Regions from separate parts of the Pan troglodytes genome. Here region 2 is linked to region 1. Evidence: chromatin contacts called from public Hi-C data. All regions are on one chromosome and are shown on one strand. Each heading gives the region's core, a stretch centred on a gene start, on an enhancer-like site or on the middle of the called end of the contact. The rest is flanking DNA. Distances are from core to core; before and after follow the strand shown. Region 1 has its middle 22 kb from the start of MISP. Region 2 holds the start of CFD (complement factor D).

The links. Hi-C and Micro-C count contacts between places; a contact is called where the count stands out from the background.
Region 2: a Hi-C map of stem cell-derived neural progenitor cells shows a contact between it and region 1, with 2.3 times the contacts expected there. The contact joins the promoter of CFD here to the enhancer-like site in region 1. A contact is called at or near these places in 2 of 7 Hi-C or Micro-C datasets (induced pluripotent stem cells and stem cell-derived neural progenitor cells).

Annotation. Positions count from the first base shown.
Region 1 is chr20:3,051,431-3,056,733 of NHGRI_mPanTro3-v2.0_pri, forward strand. No RefSeq gene overlaps it. Among named protein-coding and RNA genes, the nearest start is that of MISP, 22 kb to the left of the region's middle. Within about 2 kb of position 2,536, at least 3 of the 24 cell types and tissues checked have an H3K27ac peak or open chromatin away from gene starts, as enhancers often do. A contact at or near this core is called in stem cell-derived neural progenitor cells, where this site is marked.
Region 2 is chr20:3,141,968-3,147,270 of NHGRI_mPanTro3-v2.0_pri, forward strand. CFD (complement factor D) reads left to right here and starts at 3,126. Exons shown (of 5, transcript XM_054673893.1): 1 at 3,126-3,538; 2 at 4,424-4,580; 3 at 4,668-4,812. The coding sequence starts at 3,484. It overlaps ELANE (elastase, neutrophil expressed), which reads left to right. Exons shown (of 5, transcript XM_054673185.2): 5 at 1-54.

The sequences.
Region 1 (5,303 bases), core at 1,286-3,785:
ATGTTCTCCTGTCTCACGGTCCATCACTCAGTCCCATCTGCAGGTGCTTCTGCCACGAGAGGCGACACGGCCACAGGTCCCGGGGATTAGGACAGGGATGTCTTTGGGGCCATTGTTCTGCCCACGACAGAGGATCTCGACATCCCCCTTCTCTGTGACCCTTCAGTCACCTCTAATCAGGGCCGCCCAGGACTGTTGCACAGGTTGTGCCCTGCACAAGCCCCCTGCCAAGACCAAAGGGCAAGGCTCTGTGCGCGGCCGGGGTCCCCGTCTTCAGTGTCCCTGGCCCTGGCTGTGGCCTGTTGCCAGACACCACGTCACCAAGGGGTGCATTATTCCCACATCATCCCAGTTGGACGGTCACCTCACCCTGCCCATCGTCCTGCCAGCAAGATGGTCCCACAGCAGCCCCAGTTCTCAGAGGCTCGGCAGGGTCTCCCCTGACCCCGTAATGCCCCTCACTGCCCCTGGGCGCTGGGTTCAAGAAGAACCGCCTGCTTCGTTGCAGGAAGTGATGTCCACCCCCAACTCTGGATCAGAGGCCACGATCTATCCTCCAGACTCAACACCAGGTCCCCAGCCCTTTATCTCTCCTGTCTGTCTGTCCATTTCTGGTGTTCAGGCCTCTCTCTCCACGTCTATCTCCCTGTTTCTGTCCCTCCTGACCTCTCTCTTTTTCCATGATTTTTGCTTTCCTCCCTCCCCGTCTCATCCTAAATTTGTTTTTTTGTATTTTGTTTTTTTTGAGACGAAGTCTCGCTCTGTCGCCCAGGCTGGAGTGCAGTGACGCCATCTCGGCTCACTGCAAGCTCCGCCTCCCGGGTTCAAGGGATTCTCCCACCTCAGCCTCCCGCGTAGCTGGCATTACAGGTGCCCGCCACCACGCCCGGCTAATTTTTGTATTTTTAGTAGAGACGGGGTTTCTCCATGTTGGGCAGGCTGGTCTCAAACCCCTGACCTCAGGTGATCCGCCCGCCTCGGCCTCCCAAATTACTGGGATTATGGGCATGAGCCACCACACCCGGCCCTCATCCTAAATTCTTAAAACCTGCTCTCCTCCCAGCCATGATTTTCTTTGTCCTGTGCCATAAAGAATTCTCAGAAGCAGGATGTAGCTTCTGCTGCTCAAGGCTGAGTCCAGCCAGTGGGATCTGGTGTCACTGCCTGCAGACCCCTCAGTCAAGAGCGGGGTGGGGGGGCAGCAGGGGCTACAGTAACAGCCCGGATGGTCCTACTCCTGAAGGCACCCCACCCTGCTGTCCAGAGGAGAGACCGAGGCTCAGACATTTGAGCCCCACATAACCCAGCCTGCCACACACTTCAGACTCCAACAGTGTAGCCCCTGTACCCCAGAAGTCACTTCAGCAAATCACTCAGGGCTCCACCTCACATCTGTCCCCAAGGACCTGGGGACTTGCTCACTCAGCAGAAGACCAAGAGGAGGAAGATGTGGTGGCTCACGCCTGTCATCCCAACACTTTGGGAGGCTGAAGCGGGCGGATCACCTGAGGTCAGGAGTTCGAGACCAGCCTGGCCAACATGGTGAAACCCCATCTCTACTAAAAATACAAAAAATAGGTGTGGTGGTGGGCGCCTGTAATCCCAGCTACCCGGGAGGCCGAGGCAGGAGAATCCTTTGAACCCAGAAGGTGGAGGTTGCACTGAGCCAAGATTGTGCCACTGCACTCCGGCCTGGGCGACAGAACAAGGCTCTGTCCTAAAGAATTAATTAATTAATTTAAAAATAAAAAGAAAATGTGCACTTTCATCTTGTATTATTCTGTCCTTTTGTTTGTTTGAGATAAAGTTTCGCTCCGTTTGCCCAGGCTGGAGTGCCGTGGCATGATCTCTGCTCACCGCAACCTCTGCCTCCTGAATTCCAGCGATTCTCCTGCCTCAGCCTCTCAAGTAGCTGGGATTACAGATTACAGGCCCACGCCCCCACCACGCCCAGCTAATTTTGTATTTTTAGTAGAGACAGGGTTATCTCCATATTGGCCAGGCTGGTCTCGAACTCCTGACTCCAGGTGATCCACCTGCCTCAGCCTCCCAAAGTGCTGGGATTACAGGCGTGAGCCACCTCGCCCCGCCTATTCTGTCCTGTTTTTTTAAGATTTAGTTTGCCGGGTGCAGTCGCTCACACCTGTAATCCCACCATTTTGGGAGGCCGAGGCGGGCGGATCACAAGGTCAGGAGATCGAGACCAGCCTGGCCAATGTGGTGAAACCCTGTCTCTACTAAAAATACAAAAATTAGCCGGGCGCAGTGGTGCGCACCTGTAATCCCAATTACTCGGGAGGCTGAGGCAGGAGAATCGCTTGAACCCGAGAGGTGGAGGTTGCAGTGAGCCAAGATCGCGCCACGGCACTCCAGCCTGGGCGACAGAGCAAGACTGTGTCTCAAAAAAAAAAGATTTAGTTTAATTCCTGTAATGAGTCAGCCCCTTGGAAAATCAGACAGAATTCTGCCTGCTGAGCAGACACATTCCAGAAGTTACTCTGTGAGAGGTTTAGACGAATTCCTAGTGAAATTTCCAGGGGCGGGAGAGCGTGTCTGGAAGGTCTGCGGACATCACAGCAATCACAGAGGCCTTTGGGGCGGGCAAAACTGTCCGCTGGCGCTTGCTGCTAGCAGGAGGGAGTTCATATTCTTTCCTGGTTTCCTCCTGGCTCAGTGTATCATGATATGCCAGGGAAAGGAGGAGAATTCTCTTTTTTGTTTGTTTGGTTTTTTGAGACAGAGTCTCACGCTGTTGCCCAGGCTGGAGTGCAGCGGCGCAATCTCAGCTCACCACAACGTCTGCCTCCTGGGTTCAAGCGATTCTCCTGCCTCAACCCCCGGAGTAACTGGGATTACAGGCACCCCCCACCACGCCTGGCTAATTTTTGTATTTTTAGTAGAGACGGGGTTTCTCCATGTTGGGCAGGATGGTCTGGAACTCTAGACCTCAGATGATCCACCCGCCTCAGCCTCCCAAAGTGCTGGGGTTACAGGCATGAGCCACGGCACCTGGCCTCAACTCCATTTTAATTAACCCTGCAGGGGCCAGGCATGGTAGCTCATGCCTGTAATCCTGGCATTTTGGGAAGCTGAGGCAGGAGGTGGATCACCTGAGGTCAGGAGTTTGAGACCAGCGTGACCAACATGGTGAAACCCTGTCTCTAGTAAATACAAAAAATTAGCTGGGCATGGTGGCAGGCGTCTGTAATCCCAGCTACTCGGGAGGCTGAGGCAGGAGAATCGCTTGAACCCAGGAGGCAAAGATTGTGGTGAGCCGAGATCGCACCATTGCACTCCAGGCTGGGCAACAAGAGCGAGACTCCAACTCAAAAAATAAAAATAAATAAATAAATAAATAATAAAAATTAAAAAAATTAGGCAGGCGTGGTAGCGCGTGCCTAGTCCCAGCTACTCAGGAGGCTGAGACACGAGAATCACTTAAACCTGGGAGATGGAGGTTGCAGTGAGCTGAGATCGCGCCACTACACTCCGGCCTGGGCAACAGAGCAAGACTTCGTCTCAAAAATAAATAAATAAAATAAAGAGATTTAGGAGAGGACACAAGCAAACACAACTCAGACTGACTTTGGCAAAACCAGGCTTTATGGGTTCCCGTAACTGAAACATCAATGTAGGGCCAGCTTCAGGCTCAGCTGGTTCCAGGTGCCACACAGCATCCTCAGGTTCCTTCGGTGTTGGGAGCTCAGGCTCCAAGCCCAGGACAGAGTCCCAGCTCTGCCACATGCCCCTGAGGGACCCTGGGCAAGGCCTACCCCTCTCCCAGCCTCAGTGTCCTTATCTGTAAGTGAAGTCGCCACATTGACATCCCTGCCCTGGGGGACGTCATGAGGGTCACCGGGCACCTGGTGAAAATCAGTGAGGAATAAGAATGAATGTTGAGGCCGGGCGCGGTGGCTCATGCCTGTAATCCGAGCACTTTGGGAGGCCGAGGCGGGCGGATCACGAGGTCAGGAGATTGAGACCATCCTGGCTAACATGGTGAAACCCCGTCTCTACTAAAAATACAAACAATTAGCCGGGCGTGGTGGCGGGCGCCTGTAGTCCCAGCTACTCCGGAGGCTGAGGCAGGAGAGTGGCGTGAACCCGGGAGGTGGAGCTTGCAGTGAGCCGAGATCGCGCCACTGCACTCCAGCCTGGGCGACAGAGCGAGACTCCGTCTCAAAAAAAAAAAAAAAAAAGAATGAATGTTGGTTCTGACCAAGTAAATTAACGAATTCTCAGCAGACAATGACTTCCATGTGACTTTCTGGTGTGAGCCGGAGAGGAGCCGACGCACGCTGCCACCAGAGGGCGGCAAACACCAAGGATGCAGCCGCGGCCCTCGCCCCACCAGGGAGAAAACGCACCTGCCGCCACTTTCACGTTCTCATTCCCGTAACCGGATGGTGTTTGCTTAGTGCTCCTTGAAAGCCTGGACAGGGCCGGGCACGGTGGCTCATGCCTGTAATCCCAGCACTTCGGGAGGCCAAGGCGGGCGGATCACTTGAGGTCAGGAGTTCAAGACCAGCCTGGCCAACGTGGCAAAACCCCGTCTCTACTTAAAAAAAAAAAAAAAAAATTAGCTGGGTGTGATGGCGTTCACCTGTAATCCCAGCTACTCAGGAAGCTGAGGCAGGAGAATTGCTTCAACCTGGGAGGTGGAGGTTGCAGTGAGCTGAGATTGAGCCATCGCACTCCAGCCTGGGTGACAGAGGGAGACTCCATCTAAAAAAAAAATTATTTGTAGAGATGACAGAGTGAGACTCCATCTAAAAAAAAAAATTATTTGTAGAGATGGGGTTCTCACCATGTTTCCCAGGCTGGTCTTGAACTCCTCAAGTGATCCTCCTGCCTCATCCCCACAAAGTGCTGGGATTACAGGTGTGAGCCATCGAGCCCGGCCCTGACCAACTATTTAGAGGTAGAAAACAGAGCCCGCAGGGCCGGGCGCAGTGGCTCACACCTGTAATCCCAGCACTTTGGGAGGCCGAGGCCCTTGGATCACGAGGGCAGGAGATTGAGACCATCCTGGCTAACAAGGTGAAACCCTGTCTCTACTAAAAATACAAAAAAATTAGCCGGGTGTGGTGGGGGGCACCTGTAGTCCCAACTACTCAGGAGGCTGAGGCAGGAGAATCACTTGAACCTGGGAGGAGGCGGAGCTTGCAGTGAGCTGAGATCGCGCCACTGCACTCCAGCCTGGGCGACAGAGCGAGACTCCATCTCAAAAATAAAAATAAAAATAAATAAAATTAGCCGGAAGTGGCCGAGTGTGGTGGCTCTTCCACAGCAGCCAGAGGGCG
Region 2 (5,303 bases), core at 1,876-4,375, 91 kb after region 1:
CACACCCACACTCTCCAGCATTTGGCACAATAAACATTCCTCTGTTTTGTAGAATGTGTTTGATGCTCCTTGGCTGTGTGATTGGGTGTTGAAAATGGTCAGTAGGTTGGGCGTGGTGGCTCACACCTGTAATCCCAGCACTTTGGGAGGTTGAGGCAGGCGGATCACTTGAGCTCAGGAGTTCAAGACCAGCCTGGGCAACATGGCAAAACCCCCGCTCTATTAAAAAAAAATAATAAATAAAATAAAATAAAATAAAATAAAATGGTCCAAGCCTGGCCCAGTGGCTTACGCCTGCAATCCCAGCACTTTGGGAGGCCGAGGCTGGCAGATCACCTGAGGTCGGGAGTTCAAGACTAGTCTGCCAATGTGGTGAAACCCCATCTCTACTATAAATACAAAAAAAATTAGCTTGGCGTCGTGGTGCCTGGGAGGCTGAGGCAGGAGAATTGCTTGAACCTGCGAGGCGAAGGCTGTAGTGAGCCGAGATCACGCCACTGCACTCCAGCCTGGGCAACAGAGAGAGACTCCGTCTCAAAAAAAAAAAAAAAAAAAAAAATGCCGGTGCGGTGGCTCGCGCCTGTAATCCCAGCACTTTGGGAGGCCGAGGCAGGCGGATCATCTGAAGTCTAAAGTTCGAGACCAGCCTGACCAACATGGAGAAACCCCATATCTACTAAAAATACAAAATTAGCCGGGCGTGGTGGTGCATGCCTGTAATCCCAGCTACTCGGGAGGCCTGAGGCAGGAGAATCACCTGAATTCTGGAAGGTGGAGGTTGCAGTGAGCCAAGATCGCTCCATTGCACTCCAGCCTGGGCAACAAGAGTGAAACTCCATCTCAAAAATAAATAAATAAATAATAATAATAATAATAATAATAAACAAACTAGAATCGAGAGTCTCTTGGGCATCTCTGGAGTAAGCCACCACCAGGGGGCAGCACAGCCAGGGCAATGGAGCAGAAGTGACTTCCCCACATTGTATTTTTTTCTTTTTTGTTTTTAGATGGAGTCTCGCTCTGTCACCCAGGCTGGAGTGCAGTGGCGCGATCTCAGCTCACTGCAAGCTCCGCCTCCCTGGTTCACGCCATTCTCCTGCCTCAGCCTCCCGAGTAGCTGGGACTACAGGCGCCCACCACCACACCCGGCTAATTTTTTGTATTTTTAGTAGAGACGGGGTTTCACCGTGTTAGCCAGGATGGTCTCGATCTCCTGACCTCGTGATCCGCCCGCCTCAGCCTCCCAAAGTGCTGTGATTACAGGCGTAGCCACCACGCCCAGCCCTGTTGTTATATCATTTTCTATTCTCTGTGCGTATGAAATAATCCACAGGGGGCCAGGCGTGGTGGCTCATGCCTGTAATCCCAGCACTTTGGGAGGCCGAGGTGGGTGGATCACCTGAGGTCAGAGGTTCGAGACCAGCCTGGCCAACATGGCAAAACCCTGTCTCTACTAAAAATACAAAAAGTTAGCCCAGTGTGGTTGCTCATGCGTGTAATCCCAGCTACTCAGGAAGCTGAGGCAGGAGAATTGCTTGAACCCGGGAGATGGAGGTCGCAGTGAGCCGAGATTGTGCCACCGCACTCCAGCGTGGACGACAGAGCAAGACTGTGTTGCAAAAAAAAAAAAAAAAGCAAGAAAGAAAGAAAAAAAGAAAGAAGGAAAGAGAAAGAAAGAAAAAGAAAGGGAAAGAGAGAAAGACAGAGAGAGAAAGGAAGGAAGGAAATGAGGCCAGGCTTGGTGGCTCACGCCTGTAATCCCAGCACTTTGGGAGGCCGAGGCGGGCGGATCAGGAGGTCAGGAGATCGAGACCATCCTGGCTAACATGGTGAAACCTCATCTCTACTAAACATACAAAAAATTAGCCGGGTGTGGTGGCGGGCGCCTGTAGTCCCAGCTACTCGGGAGGCTGAGGCAGGAGAATGGTGTGAACCCGGGAGGCGGAGCTTGCAGTGAGCTGAGATCACACCACTGCACTCCAGCCTGGGCGAAGGAGCGAGACTCCGTCTCAAAAAAAAAAAAAAAAAAAAAAAAGGAAAGAAAAGAAAGAAATGATCCACGGTGAAGAGAAAAGCCGGGGGAACCTCGTGTGCTGCTCCCCCTGGGGACGATGTCCGAGGTCCTCCCCACAAGGTATCCCCATCCTTCTGGTCCCTGCACCATGGATTAATGCAGGGTGAATCCTGCTGGCCCCTGGGGGGCAGATGTGAAAAATGGAGCTACACCATGAGCAGGCCTGCAGTCCCAGCGCTTCTGGAGGCTGAGGTGGGAGGATCACTTGAGCCCCAGAGGTCGAGGAGGCTGCAGTGAGCTATGATTGCACCACTGCACTCGAGCCTGGACGAAAGAGCAAGACCCTGTCTGTAATAAAACAAAAACAACACACACAAATCCCCACCTCACAGAAGGCCCTATGGCCCAGATTCTGAGTATTTTATTTTAATTTTTTTGTAGAGATGGGGTCTTGCCGTCTTCCCCAAGCTGGCCTTGAATTCCTGGGCTCAAGAGATGCTCCTATCTGGGTCTCTCAATGTGCCGGGATGGTAGGTGGGAGCCACTGTGCCCGGCCAGCCCTGACTCTGTTCATCAGAACCTGCCCTCAGTGAACAGTTTGGGAGGGGGCGTGTGATCCAGGCTCCACCAACCCAAGGCACCCTTGAGACTTGGCTGGAGTGAGGAAGAATTTTAGGAGGGGCCCACTGAGCCACTGGGTTGAGTGTGGGGTCCCTGGAAACACACCAGGGGAAGCTGGTGAGGAGAGAAGCCATCAGAGAAGAAAGGAGAAGCCAGAGGCAGACACTGGACATTGTTCAGGCACCTGGATCAAGCCACACCTGAAGGAGGACATTCCCTGAACTTTCCATATAACTTTCATGATTCAGTCTCCACCCAGTTTGTCTGGGTTTTCCTGTCCCTTGTAGTCAGTCTTCCCAGCTGCCTCTGCCCTGGCCTTTCCAACTTTCTATTCGTCAGGGTGTCAAGCCCCAGAGGCCACAGGGACAGAGACAAGGGTGTCAAGTGATCTTCCTACCCCCAACAGACCTTCTCTCTAATATAGAGGAGGAAAAGAAGGGAGGGTAGCAGGACAAGGAAGTGGGTTGTTTACACGCTGTGGCCTCCAGCTAGGATTGTGAAACACCCTGGGGAACTCTGGGTCTGGTGAAGTTGGGGCCGGGGTGGGTGCAGCCCCCCTCTCTGCCTCCTGCCCATCTGAGGGACTGCCCCCCACCAGGGCCAGCAGGCCGTCAGGCTCACAGAGGCCCGAGGGTCTCCCAGCGACTTGTCGACTCTGGTGTGAGTCTGGCAGGAGGTAACCCAGTCCCGCGGAGGGCGGAGGCTGGGCGGGCAGGTTCCCCTTTCCCCAGCTGGGCCGCTGCCCACCCGGCGGACAAGGCCCCTGGGAGCCTCCCGCCCCCTCCACCCTCATAAAAGCACCCCCAGGGCCCTGCCTGGGTCAGTGTCTCAGCCACAGCGGCTTCACCATGCACAGCTGGGAGCGCCTGGCAGTTCTGGTCCTCCTAGGAGCGGCCGCCTGCGGTGAGGAGGCCTGGGCCTGGGGTGAGGGACAGGGCTGTGTAGGGGCGTGGTGCTCCCCTCCGTCACACGGACGGTCCTCCAGCCCCTCCAGGTGGGCAGGAAGGGGGTGTCTCTCCTCACTAATGGAAGGCTCTGAACGCTGAAAAATTCTAGAAAATTCAGATTGGAAATCGGAACTTTCTGGAGTCAGCTTTTCTTGCAGACAGAGTCTGAACGTCTGCGTGGAAAACTTCATCTGCGTGGCTGACTTGGCTGGCCCAGGCACTGGTTGGGTCAGCCCCATTTCTCTTATGTCCAACTGGAAGGCACTGCGCCCAGGGTAGGGCGCTGGGATCTGCCCCCGGTCCCCAGCCCACTGTGGGTTCTGTACTCTGGGGCATTCCCGCCGGAGGGTATCTGAGTTTGCAACGCTGAGGGGCCCCAAGACGGAAACGGAATTCTTTTTTTTCTTTTTCTTTTTCTTTTTTTTTTTTTGATAGGGAGTCTCGCTCTGTCGTCCAGGCTGGAGTGCAGTGGTGCGATCTCGGCTCACTGCAAACTCCGACTCCCGGGTTCAAGCGATTCTCCTGCCTCAGCCTCCCGAATAGCTGAGATTATAGGCCACACCGACTAAATTTTGTATTTATTTATTTATTTTTTAAGTAGAGACGGGGTTTCACCATATTGGCCAGGCTGGTCTCGAACTCCTGACCTCGTGATCTGCACCCCCCCGCCCCACCCCCGCGTGGCTTCACAAAGTGCTGGGATTACAGGCGTGAGCCACCGCGCCCAGAGATGGGATTCTTGCGGGGAGCGGCCTGGGGGGTGAGAGCTGGGATCCCGTCAGGCAGCCTCGCCCGGGGGAGGAGTCCACCCCGCGGCCCTCACGCGCCCGCCCACCCACAGCGGCGCCGCCCCGTGGTCGGATCCTGGGCGGCAGAGAGGCCGAGGCGCACGCGCGGCCCTACATGGCGTCGGTGCAGCTGAACGGCGCGCACCTGTGCGGCGGCGTCCTGGTGGCGGAGCAGTGGGTGCTGAGCGCGGCGCACTGCCTGGAGGACGCGTGAGTGCCCGCGCCGCGCGGGGGAAGAGCCCGGGTGGGGTGGGGGGAGTCGGCTGGCACCGACCGCGGCCTCCGTCCCGTCCCCAGGGCCGGCGGGAAGGTGCAGGTTCTCCTGGGCGCGCACTCCCTGTCGCAGCCGGAGCCCTCCAAGCGCCTGTACGACGTGCTCCGCGCAGTGCCCCACCCGGACAGCCAGCCTGACACCATCGACCACGACCTCCTGCTGCTACAGGTCGGCCCCGTGTAGCGCAGTCCCTCCTGCGGCACTGGGATCCCCGGCCCACTCTCTCTCCACCCCGCCTACACCGCGCCCCGGGTCCAGCCTCGAACTCTCCTGCTGCGTGGGGACCCCGCCCCACAACCCCCACACCCTCACCCCGGGTCTAGCCTCGACCTCTGCGGCTGCATGGGGACCCCGCCCTACAACCCCCGCACCCTCACCCCAGGTCTAGCCTCGACCTCTCTTGCTGCATGGGGACCCCGCCCCACAACCCCCGCACCCTCACCCCGGGTCCAGCCTCGACCTCTCTTGCTGCATGGGGACCCCGCCCCACAACCCCCACACCCTCACCCCGGGTCTAGCCTTGACCTCTCTTGCTGCGCTCGGAGCCCCCCACCCCCTGCACCCTCACCCCGGGTCTAGCCTCGAACTCTCCTGCTGCATGGGGACCCCGCCCTACAACCCCCGCACCCTCACCCCGGGTCTAGCCTCGAACTCTCCTG